Regions from separate parts of the Mus musculus genome. Here all the other regions are linked to region 1. Evidence: chromatin contacts called from public HiChIP or PLAC-seq data. All regions are on one chromosome and are shown on one strand. Each heading gives the region's core, a stretch centred on a gene start, on an enhancer-like site or on the middle of the called end of the contact. The rest is flanking DNA. Distances are from core to core; before and after follow the strand shown. Region 1 overlaps Miga1 (mitoguardin 1). Region 2 overlaps Ak5 (adenylate kinase 5). Region 3 overlaps Ak5 (adenylate kinase 5). Region 4 has its middle 5.9 kb from the start of Gipc2.

Region 1 (3,726 bases), core at 530-3,029:
TCTATACACAAAGAAATTACACTTGGGCTATGTGTGCTGGTATGCTCCTGTAATGCCAACATACAGAAGACATGCTTTTTCATTTATTGTATGTATGTGTGTATATATGTATGTATGTATGTATGTATGTATGTATGTATGTATGTATGTATACAGGCACATATGCCACAGAGTGTGAGTGGAAGTCAGAGGACAACTTGTGGGGTTCAGTTTTCGTCCTCCACCATGTGAGCTCTAGGGATCTCAGGTAGACTGGCCTGTGCTTTTAACCCACTGAGCCATCAGCCAGCTCAGATACTGACTTTAAGGCCAGTATATGCTATGCAGTGAGGCGTCCATCTTAAAACAAACAAACAAACAAAAATAACAAAACCACAAAAGAAAATCAGTTTTTCTGAATAGATATTCCAAGTCTAAGATCCTTGTTTATTCTGTTCAAACAACGGATCATGTGGGGGCCTAATCCCTAAAGTATACCCATATTATAGCAAGCCATTGACATGAAAACATTCCTGGTTTGTTTGTAAGGCCTAAAACAAGGTATTTGTTCCTATACATCAATGTAAAAGAATCTCAAAATCTTTTCCATCAAAACAAAAACAAAAACCCCCACAAACACTAATCACACTCATGGCTCTAGAGTTGCTTCTAATACTGATATTGCAATACATATTTTTATAAGAAAATAAGCATATAAAATGTAAAGCCTAATTAATTTAAAAAGGAAATTATAGGTTAATGAGCTAGAACTCTATTCGTGTAAGCCCTATCCATTCCACAGCGCCTCCAAAGCCCCCTATCTTGCAAATCACCTTTATGTTAAACTGCTCTGAAATCCAGCAGCTGGGTCCTACACAAGCACCCTGACCAATCAAAGACAAGGAAACGTCGGGCTGGATGTCTCAAGGCTAGAGCACTGTGTAGCACACAAGGCACTGCACTGGATTCCTAGCACCACAAATGAAAACAGAGGCCAATGCTTATCCTGAATATTGATTCTCAGTCTGAATAGTTAGAGACAAAGATACAACTAAAGCCCACGACCCATGCCACTTCCTAAAACTAAACCACTGAACAACGAAAACTCCTGCTCTAAACACACAACACACTGCCAAAGCTGGAACTGACACAGACCCAGTGTGTCAGGCGTTTGACACAGGCCTATGTGCAGGACAGTAGCAAAAGGCCCTTGCTAAAGTGACCATCATCCCTTGGTGTCAGGTTTTAGATTCCATATTCTACCAATCACAGTATCTGGGACCAGCTAAAAAGTACCTTCTATCAAAATATATGAAAGATAACAAAATAATAAAGATAATAAAAATTTCTATTTATTGTAAGATATACTTTTATTGTATATTTCATGTATATGAAAACTGTCATGCTTAGCATATATACATATAGAGAGAATAAAATAGTATTTTTGAATCTACCATCTATTTTTGCTATTTTAAAAGCTTATAAGGTTATTTATTTATTAAGAAAAACTAATTGTGTAGGATACTACTACTTCATATCTATCACTTGACAGCTGTGGTATTTGATCTGTAAATGAACTCCACAAATCCTCAGGAATAGAGGCAGATAAGCCAAGAGTTGACTCACGCCCCAAACGTCCTAAACCAGATCTGTTTACTTTCAAGCTCTTTATCTTAGGCTGTTAAACAGGCAGGCTCCAGTTACAAGGTACAGAAAGAAGAGGCAGGGCGGGAAGCTAAGGCTCTGCTGGGCAGGAAGCTCTGGCTCTGAGTCAGTAGTACGAACGCACTGCATTGCGCTCCAATTGTTTGCTATGAGGAAGGCCTAGCTGGTTACTCAGATTTCATGCTGTTGAAGGCCTGCCCTGGACTTACTCATCTGAATCACATAACACAAACGGTGCACAGGAAACAGCTCAATACACGCTTTATCTGTTTACTTTTCTTATTTCATTTATGGATTATGCATTTGTGCACTTGGGGTCAGAAGACAACTTGTGGGCGTTCAATTCTCTCTGTATAGTATGTGGGTCCCAGGGACTGAACTCAAGTGTCAGGCTTGGCAGCAAGCCATCCTGGTAGGCAGCAAACTGTCTGGTTTTTGAGACAGGTTTACTTGTAGCTCTCACTGGCTATGTAGCCAACCAGGCTGGTCTCAAGCTCACAGAGATCTACCTCCCTCTGTCTCCCGAGTGCTGTATTAAAAGTGTGTCACCATGTCCAGCACAGATCAGAAAGCCTGAAAGCCACCTTCTTATCTATCTATTCAGATGCATGTAGAAATCATCTGCTAAATCCTGAAATACTAGTTTCACAGTCTCAAGCCAAAGCTTCCCTCTCTCAGGTCTAGCGCAGGGATCCATTCTGTGTGAAGGCAGCAAGCAGGCTTCCTTGGTTGTGTCTTCTGACACGGTTTCCCTAAGTCCAGACTGGCCTTTGGCTTTGGGCTTCCTACCCCGCCTTGCAAATGCTGGCATCAAGCAGGGAGAGGAACCAAAGAGAAGGAGTGCCCTGGAGGAGAGCGCCCTCCTCCCCTCTTGCCAAATGCAAAACTACTTTCTTATCACAGGATTAAAGAGGCCAACATAAATATTCTGCTGCATTGCCTTCATTAAGCAGAGAAGTGGGGGGGAAGTGTGTGTGTGTGTGTGTGTGTGTGTGTGTGTGTGCGCGCGCGTGCATGGGCGTGTGTGTTCCTAAGTGTGTGTTTGCATGAGTGGTGCATGAATATATAGAGAGAAGCTTAGATGTGGAGGCTGAAGGTTGGGGCAGGTATCTTTGGAAGTCACTCTCTATTTTTGATTATTATCCACTCCATCTGTTCTTTGACAATGTCATGCACATATCTAGTGCATCTGACTGCTTTTGTCTCCCCTCATCCCACAGGTCCCCTTCCACATGCACGCCCCACCCCCTTTTTTAGTTTTATGATCCACTGATTTTAATCAGGACTATCTGTGTGGGCATGTTTGAAGCCTGTGAACTCACCATTTGGCATACATTGGAACACAGTAACTGTCCCTTACGCAGAATCAATCAGTTGCCCACAGTTCAGCAGAATAAAAGAGGGACCCTCAAGCACTTGCCACCTGTCCCCACCCATGATTGGTGACTGAGTGGCCCAGTCTCCTACAGGCCCATTGCAAACAAGCACAGATGCTGTGAGATACTGGGGAAGGTCTGTCCTGCCCTGAGAGCAGCATTTAATTTCCTCTCTCTGCTGTAGTGCTCCTTGAGCCTTACAGAAAGCCGTCTGCGTATCCTGTTGAGGGCACTTTATTTTTTGAGTCAGGGTCTCTCACTGAATCTGAAATTCCAAAATTCAGCTAGGAAGGCCAACCAATGAGGTTCAGGGTCTGCTTTTCTCCCCCACTCCAGAGGTGACATTACAGGCCCATGTCAACCCATCTGGCTTCTACATCGGCGCTAGGGATCCAAACTGAAGTTTGTTTTACAAAGCACTCTCTCTGCTTGGATTTTAAGTTGCTTCTCCCTGTGAGCAGTGTAGAGTGGCTAACACTGAGAACTGGATCCTCACTAAGCAGCCAGGAAACTCGACGTAACTACAACTAACTAGTCACAGCTCTGGTTGCATTCCAGGACTTGCAAGCTCATCACTGCTGCGCACAACCTGAACTTACTTTCCTGGTCTAGACTCGGAGTCAGGGGTCCAAGAGTTGCATAGGTAAGGCTAGGAGGAATTTTCTCTCTTCCAACCTCCACTCCAAGAGGAAGTTATAGGAAGCCT
Region 2 (3,726 bases), core at 505-3,004, 250 kb after region 1:
CTTGTAGCCACTTTTACGTATGTGCATGCCCATAGGGTTTCTAAACTCAGTGTGTCATTATGCCATAGCAGAATAACAAGACAACATGTAACCAAGGAAGCCTTGGTAGGAGAATATACCCAGGCTGGGGTTCTAGCAGACAAATTTTACTCAGAAATAATAGATTTCTTGCTTCAAGCAGCGCATTACGGATGGAAAAGTTGGTTTTAGACAGAAGATAAACAGGATTGCTGTTTGCTTTTCAAATGACCTCAACGTTTAAAAATGCTAGGAGCAGATGAAGAGTCGGGCTAATCCTGGGCAGGAGGAACTTGACACAGACAGTGTCACCCTTCTCTGTGGTAACCCCAAGTCTGCCTCAATGCACTCTGGCTACACTTCCTCTGTAAGCAGAGTCACGCTGGACCCAGTCAGCACTGTCCGACTGGGAGGTCTCTCTGGGGTTTAGGGACTGAGTGGCCAGCACGGTTAGGCGCTTTCCTATATTGTTCATCTAGGAACGCCTCGTAGACATTGTTCCCTTTGAGCTGACGTGATGGCTTAGCAGTGTGAAAGTCAGCATGGCAGAAACAAGAGACACCCTGCCAACAAGGTGGAAAGAGAGCATGCTTGAAAGTTGTCTTCTGACTTCACACACACACACACACACACTCCCACCATAGACACACACACTACAAACACACACATATACAAACACACTTCACACACACACCACACACACCATAAATACACAAACACACACATATACAACACATACACATGCATACCACCTTCCTACAGCACACACATACACCACACACACACATCACACATACACAGACACACACACCACCCCTACATACCACACACACACATCCCACGTACACACACGCTGACAATGATAATGATGATAAAAACTGAAAACAATAAGGAAGCGTGCTCCTCTCCGTGCACACGTTCGAAACGTGCACACGTTCAAAATGCTAAGCAGGCCCCGAGTTTCTTTGCTTGGCTCTCAGTGAAATAAAGTTAGTGATGATTAAAGTTGGTTATCACACAGCTTAGAAATTTCCAGTGGTACTCAGCATAAAATTGCTAATGTTTTCAAGGACAAACGATTGTGGATTTCTAAGTTTGTTATCTTTAAAATGAATGTGTGTGTGTGTGTGTGAGTATGTGTGTGTATATGTATATGTATGTGTGTGTGTATGTATGTGTGTGTATGTGTGTGTGTGTATGTGTGTGTTTGTGTGTATGTGTGTATGTGTATGTATGTATGTGTGTGTGTATGTATGTGTGTGTATGTGTGTGTGTATGTGTGTGTGTTTATGTGTGTGTGTATGTGTATGTATGTATGTATGTGTGTGTATGTGTGTGTGTATGTGTATGTATGTGTGTGTGTCTGTGTGTCTGTGTGTCTGTGTGTCTGTGTGTGTGTGTGTTTGTGTGTAGGGGATGCCGTGGAGGTCAGAGGACAACTCTGGGAGTTGGTTTTCTACTTCCAAGGACCAAACTCAGGTTGTCAGACTTGATGGTAAGGGCTTTTACATGCTGAGTTTCTCAGTTCCAATATGCATCCTCCCCTCCCCTCCCCTCCCCTCCCCTCCCCTCCCCTCCCCTCCCCTCCCCTCCCCTCCCCTCCCCTCCCCTTCTTCCTCTTCCTCTTCCCCTCACTCCCCTTCCCTTCCTTCCCCCCAGCACTTTGCTCTGTTGTCCGGGCTGGCTGCCACACTCTGGGCTACACTTCTCCATCAGTGGAAGCCTGCACCTTTTTCTCGGGAGTGCTGACTCATTCCAGCCGGGCTGTCGCTATTGTTTCTGAGCTATGCTGGCTTATAATGTTGTCTTCCTGGAATTTAAAAAAACCCCACAGACTCTTGGAAAGGACTGGCTTCTGGTAACCCTGTATAGTCCTTGACAGAGCCTCAAATCTCTATTTGGCCAAGAGCTTAAAGATAGTATTGATTTATAAAAAGTGATCTGTGTAGTCAGGAGCACAGACATTATAAGAAGCAACGCTGTGGTTATCACATTATTAAGGCTTAAAGAAAACCAGCAGTCTTGTATTTTTGGCAGGCAAACATGATTTATTTGTTTTCTGTTATTATTAATAGTGTGCCTTTACTGTTAATCTTTTTCTTTAAAGATTTACTTTATTTTTATTTTATGTGTATGAGTGGTTTGCCTGTCTATAGGTATGTGCACTACCTGTGTGTGCCTGTGGGAGGCAGAAGAGAGCACTGGATCCCTTGGAACTGGAGTTACAGATGGGTCTGAGCCGTTGTGTGGGTGTTGGGAACTGAATCTGGGCCCTCTGCAAGAGCAGAGAGTACTCATGACAGTTGGGCCATCTCTCCAGCTCCTATGTTATTTCTTGATCACAATTTTAGAGTTAATTCCTGACATCGTTTCCTGCCATTCGTAGTGACTCCTCAAATACTACACCTCCATTTTGCATTAATCTATTATTCTCTTCCTGCCATCCTGCTCGTTCTATGGTGACAGTATTTCCTCGTGTTTCTCCCTCTTTCCTTATGGTACACATTCTTCCTTGTTGCACATTTATGAATGAGGACATTACTCCAGAATATTTATGCACCGGGACATATTTCACTTATTTCTTTAACAAGAACCCACTGGCAGAATAAAGGAAATTAAAATAAAAAAATAGCATAACCAGAAAGATGATGCAACAAGCGCAGTCGTCAGCCATAGGGAGAAATGCCAAGAGAGTTCTGAGAGCCATAGACAGTTGTAACACGTCAGTAATCTAAGGGGGAAGAGGGATTCTATTTAAAACATACAAAAGAAGATTATGGTCAAGAGAAACAAAAAACGGAACCCCACCACCTGATGAGGATCAGGGTCCAAGGGCATCTGCTGTGGCTAAGGCCAGTGCACAGTCTATTTCCTCACAGAGAGGCCTGCTCTCTTCTCTAGTTAGGAGGACATTTCTTGACACTAGAGCCACTTACAGACAAGGCGGGGCTAGGCTTGGCAGGGCGGGGCTGAATAGGATGGGGCGTGGCTAGACCGGGAGGGGAGGGCTGGGCTAGGTAGGGCGGGGCTGGACTGTACTTGGCAGGGCTTGGTGGGCGGGACGGAGTGGGGGCAGGGCGGGGCGGAGCTAGATAGGGTGGGCGTGGCTAGACAGTGTAGGTGAGGGCTGGGTGGGTCGGGGGTAGGGGAGGGCCGGGCTGGGCTGGGCAGGGCTTGGCAAGGTGGGGCGGGGTGCAGCCCGTGAACAGGTTTTCAATTCATATTTAGCTATTATTTCACTTTGCTGTGCACTCGTGGCTACGGGCAGAATTTTTCCTATAAATTACACGTTGAGATCTTCCTTTCTGGTCCCTCAGCATGTATCTGTGTGTAGGAATTAGGGCTATAAGCGACTGAATAAGGCAAAATTCTGTGGCATGGTGGCCTACCCCAGTACGACTATTATAGCTGCAGCATGTGGAGTTTGGGGCAAACACTCGTAGAGGGATGCCCCGAGAAGACATAGAGAGTCACAGAAGATTAGAACAAGTCACTCAAGGGAGGGACGCCCACTGTGACAACATGGGATGGGGGTGACGTGGGGTGGGGTGGGGTGGGGTGGCTGCAGAAGAGCAATTGAATTTCACCTTGAGGTTTTGGCCTTCAGAAGCGGGAGAAGAAGGATTTTTATTTTCTGTTTATTCCACCTGCTTTGTGGGATATTTTATGGTGTTTTAAGTAAACAAATACAGGTGATGTTTTAGTTTT
Region 3 (3,726 bases), core at 558-3,057, 200 kb after region 1:
ATATATGGTGTGTATATGGTATATATGTGTACATATATAGAATGTATACAATATATGTATTTGTGTATGTGGTATGTGTATACAGTGTGTATATGATATTGTGTGTGTATGTGAGTGTATGTGTATGTATGTGTATATAGTATGTATATTGTGTATTTGAGTATATGTGTGTGTATGTATATATAGCATGTATATTGTGTGTGTGAGTATGTGAGTGTATGTGTGTGTATGTGTATATGGTATATATGTGTACATATATAGAATGTATACAATATATGTATTTGTGTATGTGGTATGTGTATACAGTGTATATATGATATTGTGTGTGTATGTGAGTGTATGTGTATGTATGTATGTGTATATAGTATGTATATTGTGTGTGTATTTGAGTGTATGTGTGTGTATGTGTATATAGTATGTATATTGTGTGTGTATGTGTATATAGTATGTGTATTGTGTGTCTGTGTATAGTGTGTGTATAGTGTGAGTTTATGTGGTGTGTGTGTGTATAGTATGAGTCTATGTGGTATATGTGTGTGTGCATATGTACTATGTGTTTGTACATGTGTGGTGTGTCTAGTGGTCAAAACCAGAGCCTTGAACACACTTGGCAAGTATTCTATCACTAAGCTTCAAACCCAACTCTTGTGTTTTGGACATCGGATCTTCCTATATAGCTAAGGTCGGCTGAGAACCCATTTCACAGCCCAGGCTGGCTTCACACCCATGAGTTTCCTGCCTTGCCTCCTGAATAGTGGAATTAGAGTCATGTGTTACCATGTCTGGCTTTATAAAGTTTTGGCATCTGTTTTGCTGTTCTATAGTACCAAACTCTGCATGGCACCACAGAGGCAGCCACGGTCTCACGTTCTTATCCCCTCCCACTGAGCCTCACACTGGAGCCATGGTGAACACTGTCCTTACTCTTGACCAACTGTCAATTCTGTGATTCAATGCTCAGTCAACAGAATGAAGCTGGGGAGAGGTTGCACTAGCTCCCAGACAGTAGTCAGCAGCCTCATGTGCTCTGTTTCCTCCGTCCTTCTCCCACCAGTGCTGCAGGGCAGACTGAGCTTGCCTGCATGGGCTTCAGAGGACATGTGGAGGGAAGTCTGAGTCACGGTGCTGCACCATCCCAGACAGGCTGGTCCCTGCCTCGCTAGCTGCTGGCCACCCGTACCAGATAGGTACAAGTAGATACCAGATAGGTATCATACCAGATAGGTACAAGTAGATACCAGATAGGAACAAGTAGAGAAACAGACTTGCCTGTTTACTCCAATGTCCATATTCACGTGTTTACCTGGGGTTCATGTAAGAAAATGGCTTATGCTATTGAAGGGGTTGGAGAGGCAAGCCTGACACTCACAGTTGTGAGTCTAGAGATGGAGGTGGCACCGGACATGGTCCATAGGACTTCATCTTTTTGGGGTAACCTTCAATGGATTGGATAAGGCCTCCAGGTTCTAGAGAGTAATTCTTGGTAATGGTAGTCAACTGACTGTTGATGTCAATGATATCTGCGAACCCCTATTCTCAGCCAAAGGAGACTCTCCAGTGGCACGGCCTGGACGTTGTACAGAGAACTCCAAGGGTGCAGCTGCTGAGTCTCCACACTCTTTTAAGGAACCCCTCAACTTTCTTGGTTCATGAAACTAGACTTGTCTGGGATGGTTTCTTTGGTCTGTGGTGAGTGCTCCATTTGGACTTGTTCACATTTTCCTCCAGGAAATCACTCAGTAGTGTCGTGGCTTCTTTGCAAGACTGACACGTGAGTCAGACCACAACACACTGTAAATGGGGAAGCCAGCCAAGAACAACCAACCCTGTAGATTCCAGAGGACCTGCTCAGCCAAGCTAGTGTCCAAACCTCATATGGAGAAATCACCAGAAGATGCTGGCTTAAGTCCCAAAGTTCTAGGCAGTGTTACAGCAATAGTTAACAGAATCCCAGCTTCCATTTTTGAAATGATATTTGAAAATCCCTCAGCCCAAGGACAAGTTGCCCTTTATTTTTCCACTCTGCTATCTATCTTTCTGTCTATCTGTCTGTCTGTCTATCTATCTATCTATCTATCTATCTATCTATCTATCTATTCATCCATCCATCCAATATATATATATATATATTGGGTAGCACAGGACAACACAGAAGTCATCTCGCAGCATGCTTTGCAGTGTGACCACCCCTAGTTGTGTACTCCTGGCCGTGAGCTGGGCTGGGAAGCCAGCTTTTAGAGGACCTCTTTCTCTTAAGATGGCAGCACGAAACTCCTCAGGCAGTAAAGAAAAACATTCACTGTCTTTTGAAAAGCCTTTGGGTTAAGTGTGTTTTGGGACTATTTAAAAGGCTCAATCACATCACCAGGAGCAGTGCACACTCAACTAAAACACCCACAGGTGCAAAACCAAGAAGCCACATGCTCCTTCCCATGTCTACAAGTCTCCCACAGGCAGCACTTAGACAACAAAGACACACCATGGAGGGGAGAGAGGAAAATGTTCAGAGAAGACAGAGCCTGTGCGGACTGAAGCTTCAGAAGTGAGGACGCTGCCAGTGAAAAGCAGGGTCACTAAGGAAGAGAGAAGACTTCCCTTTTCCAGACTAGAGACCAAGGCCTGCCCTTTAGGCATGGCTGCCCCCATACAGCGCCACAGCTGTGTACTGCACAGACATTCTGGGCCAAGGGGCTGTGTGGGCGTTGACTGCAGAAACCAATGTATGTGTCTCTAGTTGATGTAAAGATTAATGTGTCGATGCTTCTAATTTTAAATATTCAGAATATAACAGGAAGAAAATAAAAGAACAAGGATAAATGAAGGTTTGTAGGTTTTGCAAGCACACACACCCGTGGTCCCTGTCCGATCTGCAGTTGCTGACACCCGTGGTCCCTGTCTGTTCTGCAGAACTCATCTATCCTACGCAGTCTGCATGCTCACTTCATTTTCCAGCTGAGGACTTGCTGGCTAGCATGGCTCAGATTGGTTCTCTAAGCCTTCCCTCATTTGTGAAGACAAGGTCTCATTGTACAGCCTACGCTAGCCTTGAACTCTTGATCCTTCCGCCTCTATCTGCCTCCTGAGTGTTGGAACTGTAATTATACAAGCGTGTGCCACCATGCCCAGCCCCTAAGCCCTTGCTGATCCAGCTCAACACTTTAGCCGCTTCTCTGTACACATTCCCGAGTGGCAGCTGCTCCCTGCCTTCTGTGTTGATGGCTCACCGGAGAGCCAGCACTCCTTTCTCAGTGAAGAGAGGGATACTGTGAGGAGGGATGGGAGAGAGTAAGATGGTCTTCCCAGAAGTGCTCCGTGAATTCAAAGCCATCTCCTCCAGGGCCAGGGGAAAGATGGATCCGTGCTATGAAGAGAAGACATCCCTCTCCTTGTGGCTAGCAACCAGAGGCCTGCCCCTTTGGCGTGGCTATCTCATAGAGCTAGCTCTAAAGATGTTTAAGAGACAATGGGAATGTCCAAGAGGCCAGACTCAATCTCGCCCCTCAGTGTCCCCTCATGACTTTGCCCTGGAGACCTGGAGACCTATATCGAGAGACTTCAGAGCCCTGAACAGGAGTAGGCACGGAGGGGACGATGCTCTGGATTTCACACAGCAGTGACTATTTTAGGGGAAGAAATATCAAAAGGAGAATTACCATATGGGAACTCGATAACACATACAATAAACTTTGCCTAAAAACAGTTTTAACTTTTTCTATGTGTACTGGC
Region 4 (3,726 bases), core at 857-3,356, 140 kb before region 1:
TCTATTCTCTCACTTTTCCCATTGAAATGTTGACTCTATCTAGATAGCCCTCAATAGGAGGAAGCATTTCACATTTCTTTTTGGTGTCCTGTTTAATTTTTATTGTATTATTTGTGTAATAAATATTAGTAAGTATAATTGAATAAGACAGATTCCCCTTTGGCATAGTCAAAGATAAACTAATAAAACACAACTGAAAGTATCTGGCTAAGTTTGTGGCTCAATAAGAGAGAGCTAACCTACACATGATCTCAGCACAATTAAAAAACAGATTTAGGTTTTCAGTTTGCATCTAGGATTAGGGTGTGCCCTTACTGCCTATCTTTGTTTCTTCCATTTACTGGCATTTGGCATTTCTAACAATATTAAAGTATCAATTGTAGGACCAAGTATAAGTGAATCAATAAAATTCTCAAATTAATACAATCTTTTTGTCTGCCAAAAGGTTTACTAGCTTGTTGATAAGACAATATATACACCATTAAATGACTCATAAGATAAATTTACTATCTTACTTTTCTCAGAAAATATAGCCTCTGATTACATTAGCTTTGAATAAACACACCCCACCCTGCCCCACATCCCCACTGTGGACAGATTCAGTAAGCAAACACTTAGGAGAAAATAAACACAGGGTTTGTTAAATGCAATGCAGTTTTCCTTGGCTTGAAGATAGCATGTTTTTACAGTTGCATGGTAACCACAAACGACCAAAGATGACAGGGAGAGGAAGAAATAACTCAGCTGAAATTCACATAAAATTTGCCAGGAGTGGTGGGAAATTGAGAATTGACATGTGGAGTAAAGGGGACAAAGATGGGATATGAAGCCTGCAGATCAGTAAGGGAAAGAGATGCCTGGGAGTCTACTGCACGACTACTCTCTGTCTGGCTTGGTGCTCACTGTTTCATATGCAACACCTCTGCCTCGACTTGGAGGAAGTGCCGTGTTGTGAAGTTCTAATTACTATGCCTCTCCAAGGTTATGACAAATGAAACATTACAGAGGCAAGAACAAATCTGAATGCTAAGCAACTCTAAAAACGTGTGTGTGTGTATGTGTGTGTATGTGTGTGTGTGTGTGTGTGTGTGTGTGTGTGTGTGTGTGTGTATGGGGGGGTATGCGTGCGAGGATCTCAGTCATCAGGCTTGCTGGCAAGTGTTTTTACCATTGAGCCATCTTACCAAAGGGCAAGCTACCTGAATACAATGTGCCCTACCATAACAGACACAGGAAAAGGCAGGCATGTTCAAGGAGCATATATTCTAGCCACTCAGGATCAGACACAAAACTGAAATAGAAACACCAACAGGTTGGTCCACAAGCCCTTGCTGCCTCAGAGTCTGGCAGTTTCCTTTATACAAGCTCCAAATAGGAGAGCAAGTTTTAAAAATGCATTTTCATTGAAGGGCTAAGGAGATGAGTCAGAGGGCAAGAGGTCATTGTGCACACAGATAAGCACTGGAGAAGCCAGGAAAAGTTAAACAACGAAGGCTTATCTCTTTGCAGGAAGGAGATGTTTACCTGTCATCCCCCCCTACCCCCCCAAAGGCTTGGAAAGGCTGGATTTTACACCCTGGTGGGCCTTTGCTATCTGTAGAGCCAGGCTTCACCCATATCCCCCAGAATTTGTGTTGCGCTTACTCCAGACTCTTTCCCCATACATCCTGAGCATTGCTTCTAGGCCATTAAATCTTCCCGTGTACAGCCTAACCTCTGTGCTCTCTTAAGGGCAGGCTAATCCTGACCACCTCAGTCAGTCTCCCTAGACCCTAAATCTTGGGCACTATCTCTGAGTCCACAGTACTCATCTTTGTGAAAGATGCCAGATGTATTTTGTAAAGCATTTCAATGTAAACATGGGACTAGTTTGTTGTTATCAGAAAATCTTTTCCCAAAATTGCTAAAATAAAACAACTGGTGTCAGACTCTAAAGTTTGAAGGAGCACAAGGTAACTCAGCCAAGCTGAACCGAGTTTCATTCTTACCTGGACGAATTGTTTCCCTGCTGGCCATAAAGCCTGCAGAGACTCCCACAGCAGAGCCCCGAGTGAGCAAGAAGACGTGAACTTGTGTGCCTATGACTCACATGAAACTGGATGCAGTAGCACACGGTGTGACTCCAGCACTCCTACAGGTCAGGAGGGAATGGTGGGAGATTCCCAGGAAGCTCACAGAGCAAGCAGAAACCCCGCCTCAAGAAATGTGGAAGATAGGTCCAGCATCCGATGTTGCCCTTTGACCTACACACACTCACTCACAACATGGATATGCACATGTACATACACACACATGCATAGGCACATGCACAGAGACAAAGGTATTTCCCATACAAAGAACTAACACTGAACATAACTTTTACAGTGAGCTTTTATTAACTGATTTTTTTATTTTTTGAGACAGTCTCACTCTCACAGGCTGGCCTCACAGAGACTGTATGGCAGAGGGTGACTTTAAAATCCTGATCGTGTCTGCTGCATGTGATGGTGGAGGTCAAACCCTAGGCTTCGTGAATGCTAAGCAAGCACTAAGCAAGCACTTAGCTCACCGAGCCACACCACCAGCCCCACTACAGTGGTGGTGAGGACAAGAGACAGCTGTGACAGAGAAAAGAGTTAGAACATATTTAAAGAGAGACGAACGTTCCACGTTAGAGAGGAACTTTAGCAATTATATTGTAGTTTTTACAGTATGAAATCTGAGAGCAGCTATGGGTAGTGCACACCTGTCACTCCAGCACTTGGGAATCAAGGCAGGAGGATTGCTATAAGTTGGAGGCCTCCCTAATCTACACAGCAAGTTCCAAGCCAGGCAGAATTACATAGTGAGACCCTGTCTCTCAAAAGTAGCCACACTCCCAAATTTTTAAGTGCCCGACCTACTTTCCCTTCATGAGAAAAGGAACACAGAATGCTGGAGTGACAGGTGTGCACTACCCATAACTGCTCTCAGATTTCATACTGTAGAAGTTACAATATAATTGCTAAAGTTCCACTCTAACGTGGAACGTTCGTCTCTCTTTAAATATTTCCTAATTCTTTTCTCTGGGAGTATTTTTTTTTTCTTCAGTTGTTATATTTTGAGCCTAAAATAAGTATACCTGGAAAAGTTCTCAAGCACAGACAAATATCTCTCACTTTATTTTCTGTTGGTGTTTTGCTTAATCTTGTTGTTGGTTTCAGGGTCTTTACTTGTGGCTTGTGTTGGCCTTGAACTCGACCCTCTAGCCTCCTCCTCCCAGATACAGAGGTTACAGGCACACACTGTCACCCTGACTCTCCCATAGTTGCACTGGAAACTTTGTACTAGGAAATATTATCCAAAAATACTTTTGCCATATTTGGTAATTCATTTTGTAGCAGTGAACTTACTCAATAAGCTCCTCTCTCTCTCTCTCTCTCTCTCTCTCTTTGTTTTTCATGATAGGGCTTCTCTGTGTAGCCTTGACTATCTGGAACTCACTCTGTAGACCAGGCTGGCCTGGAAATCATGGGGACCTGCCTGCCTCTGCCTCCCGAGTGCTGGAATCAAGGGCCTGTGCCACCATGCCTGGCATTCCAATAAACTTTTAAAATTAGAATGTGACCTGGAAATGAATCCTTGCAACATCCGAGATTGGGTTTTGCTGTAATTTTGGTAGTGTCAGGGGTGAGCTTGTATCTGCCAAGCAGAGTGAGACCAGTGCTGCCTTCCACAGGGTGGAGACAACAAACTCCAAATGGATTC

What was found. HiChIP or PLAC-seq counts read pairs in DNA pulled down with a chosen protein or histone mark.
Region 2: a FOXA1 HiChIP or PLAC-seq map of pancreatic cancer cells shows a contact between it and region 1. The contact joins two enhancer-like sites. A contact is called at or near these places in 2 of 484 Hi-C or Micro-C datasets (the HL-1 cell line and embryonic stem cells), 1 of 115 datasets of contacts at active chromatin or transcription factors (pancreatic cancer cells) and 1 of 9 other capture datasets (adipose tissue).
Region 3: a contact with region 1 is called in a FOXA1 HiChIP or PLAC-seq map of pancreatic cancer cells. The contact joins two enhancer-like sites. A contact is called at or near these places in 1 of 115 datasets of contacts at active chromatin or transcription factors (pancreatic cancer cells) and 2 of 9 other capture datasets (adipose tissue and liver).
Region 4: a contact with region 1 is called in a FOXA1 HiChIP or PLAC-seq map of pancreatic cancer cells. The contact joins two enhancer-like sites. A contact is called at or near these places in 3 of 39 promoter capture datasets (embryonic stem cells, liver and maxillary cranial neural crest), 1 of 115 datasets of contacts at active chromatin or transcription factors (pancreatic cancer cells) and 3 of 9 other capture datasets (adipose tissue, liver and pancreatic islet).

What each region holds. Positions count from the first base shown.
Region 1 is chr3:152,306,967-152,310,692 of GRCm38.p6, forward strand. All of the region lies in intron 7 of Miga1 (mitoguardin 1), which reads right to left. Among named protein-coding and RNA genes, the nearest start is that of Miga1, 32 kb to the right of the region's middle. Within about 2 kb of position 1,780, at least 129 of the 459 cell types and tissues checked have an H3K27ac peak or open chromatin away from gene starts, as enhancers often do. A contact at or near this core is called in the HL-1 cell line, adipose tissue and pancreatic cancer cells, where this site is marked.
Region 2 is chr3:152,554,892-152,558,617 of GRCm38.p6, forward strand. The region is part of intron 6 of Ak5 (adenylate kinase 5); the gene reads right to left. Among named protein-coding and RNA genes, the nearest start is that of 3110067G11Rik, 67 kb to the left of the region's middle. Within about 2 kb of position 1,755, at least 74 of the 459 cell types and tissues checked have an H3K27ac peak or open chromatin away from gene starts, as enhancers often do. A contact at or near this core is called in the HL-1 cell line and pancreatic cancer cells, where this site is marked.
Region 3 is chr3:152,510,919-152,514,644 of GRCm38.p6, forward strand. The region is part of intron 8 of Ak5 (adenylate kinase 5); the gene reads right to left. Among named protein-coding and RNA genes, the nearest start is that of 3110067G11Rik, 23 kb to the left of the region's middle. Within about 2 kb of position 1,808, at least 45 of the 459 cell types and tissues checked have an H3K27ac peak or open chromatin away from gene starts, as enhancers often do. A contact at or near this core is called in pancreatic cancer cells, where this site is marked.
Region 4 is chr3:152,169,970-152,173,695 of GRCm38.p6, forward strand. No RefSeq gene overlaps it. Among named protein-coding and RNA genes, the nearest start is that of Gipc2, 5.9 kb to the left of the region's middle. Within about 2 kb of position 2,107, at least 30 of the 459 cell types and tissues checked have an H3K27ac peak or open chromatin away from gene starts, as enhancers often do. A contact at or near this core is called in adipose tissue and pancreatic cancer cells, where this site is marked.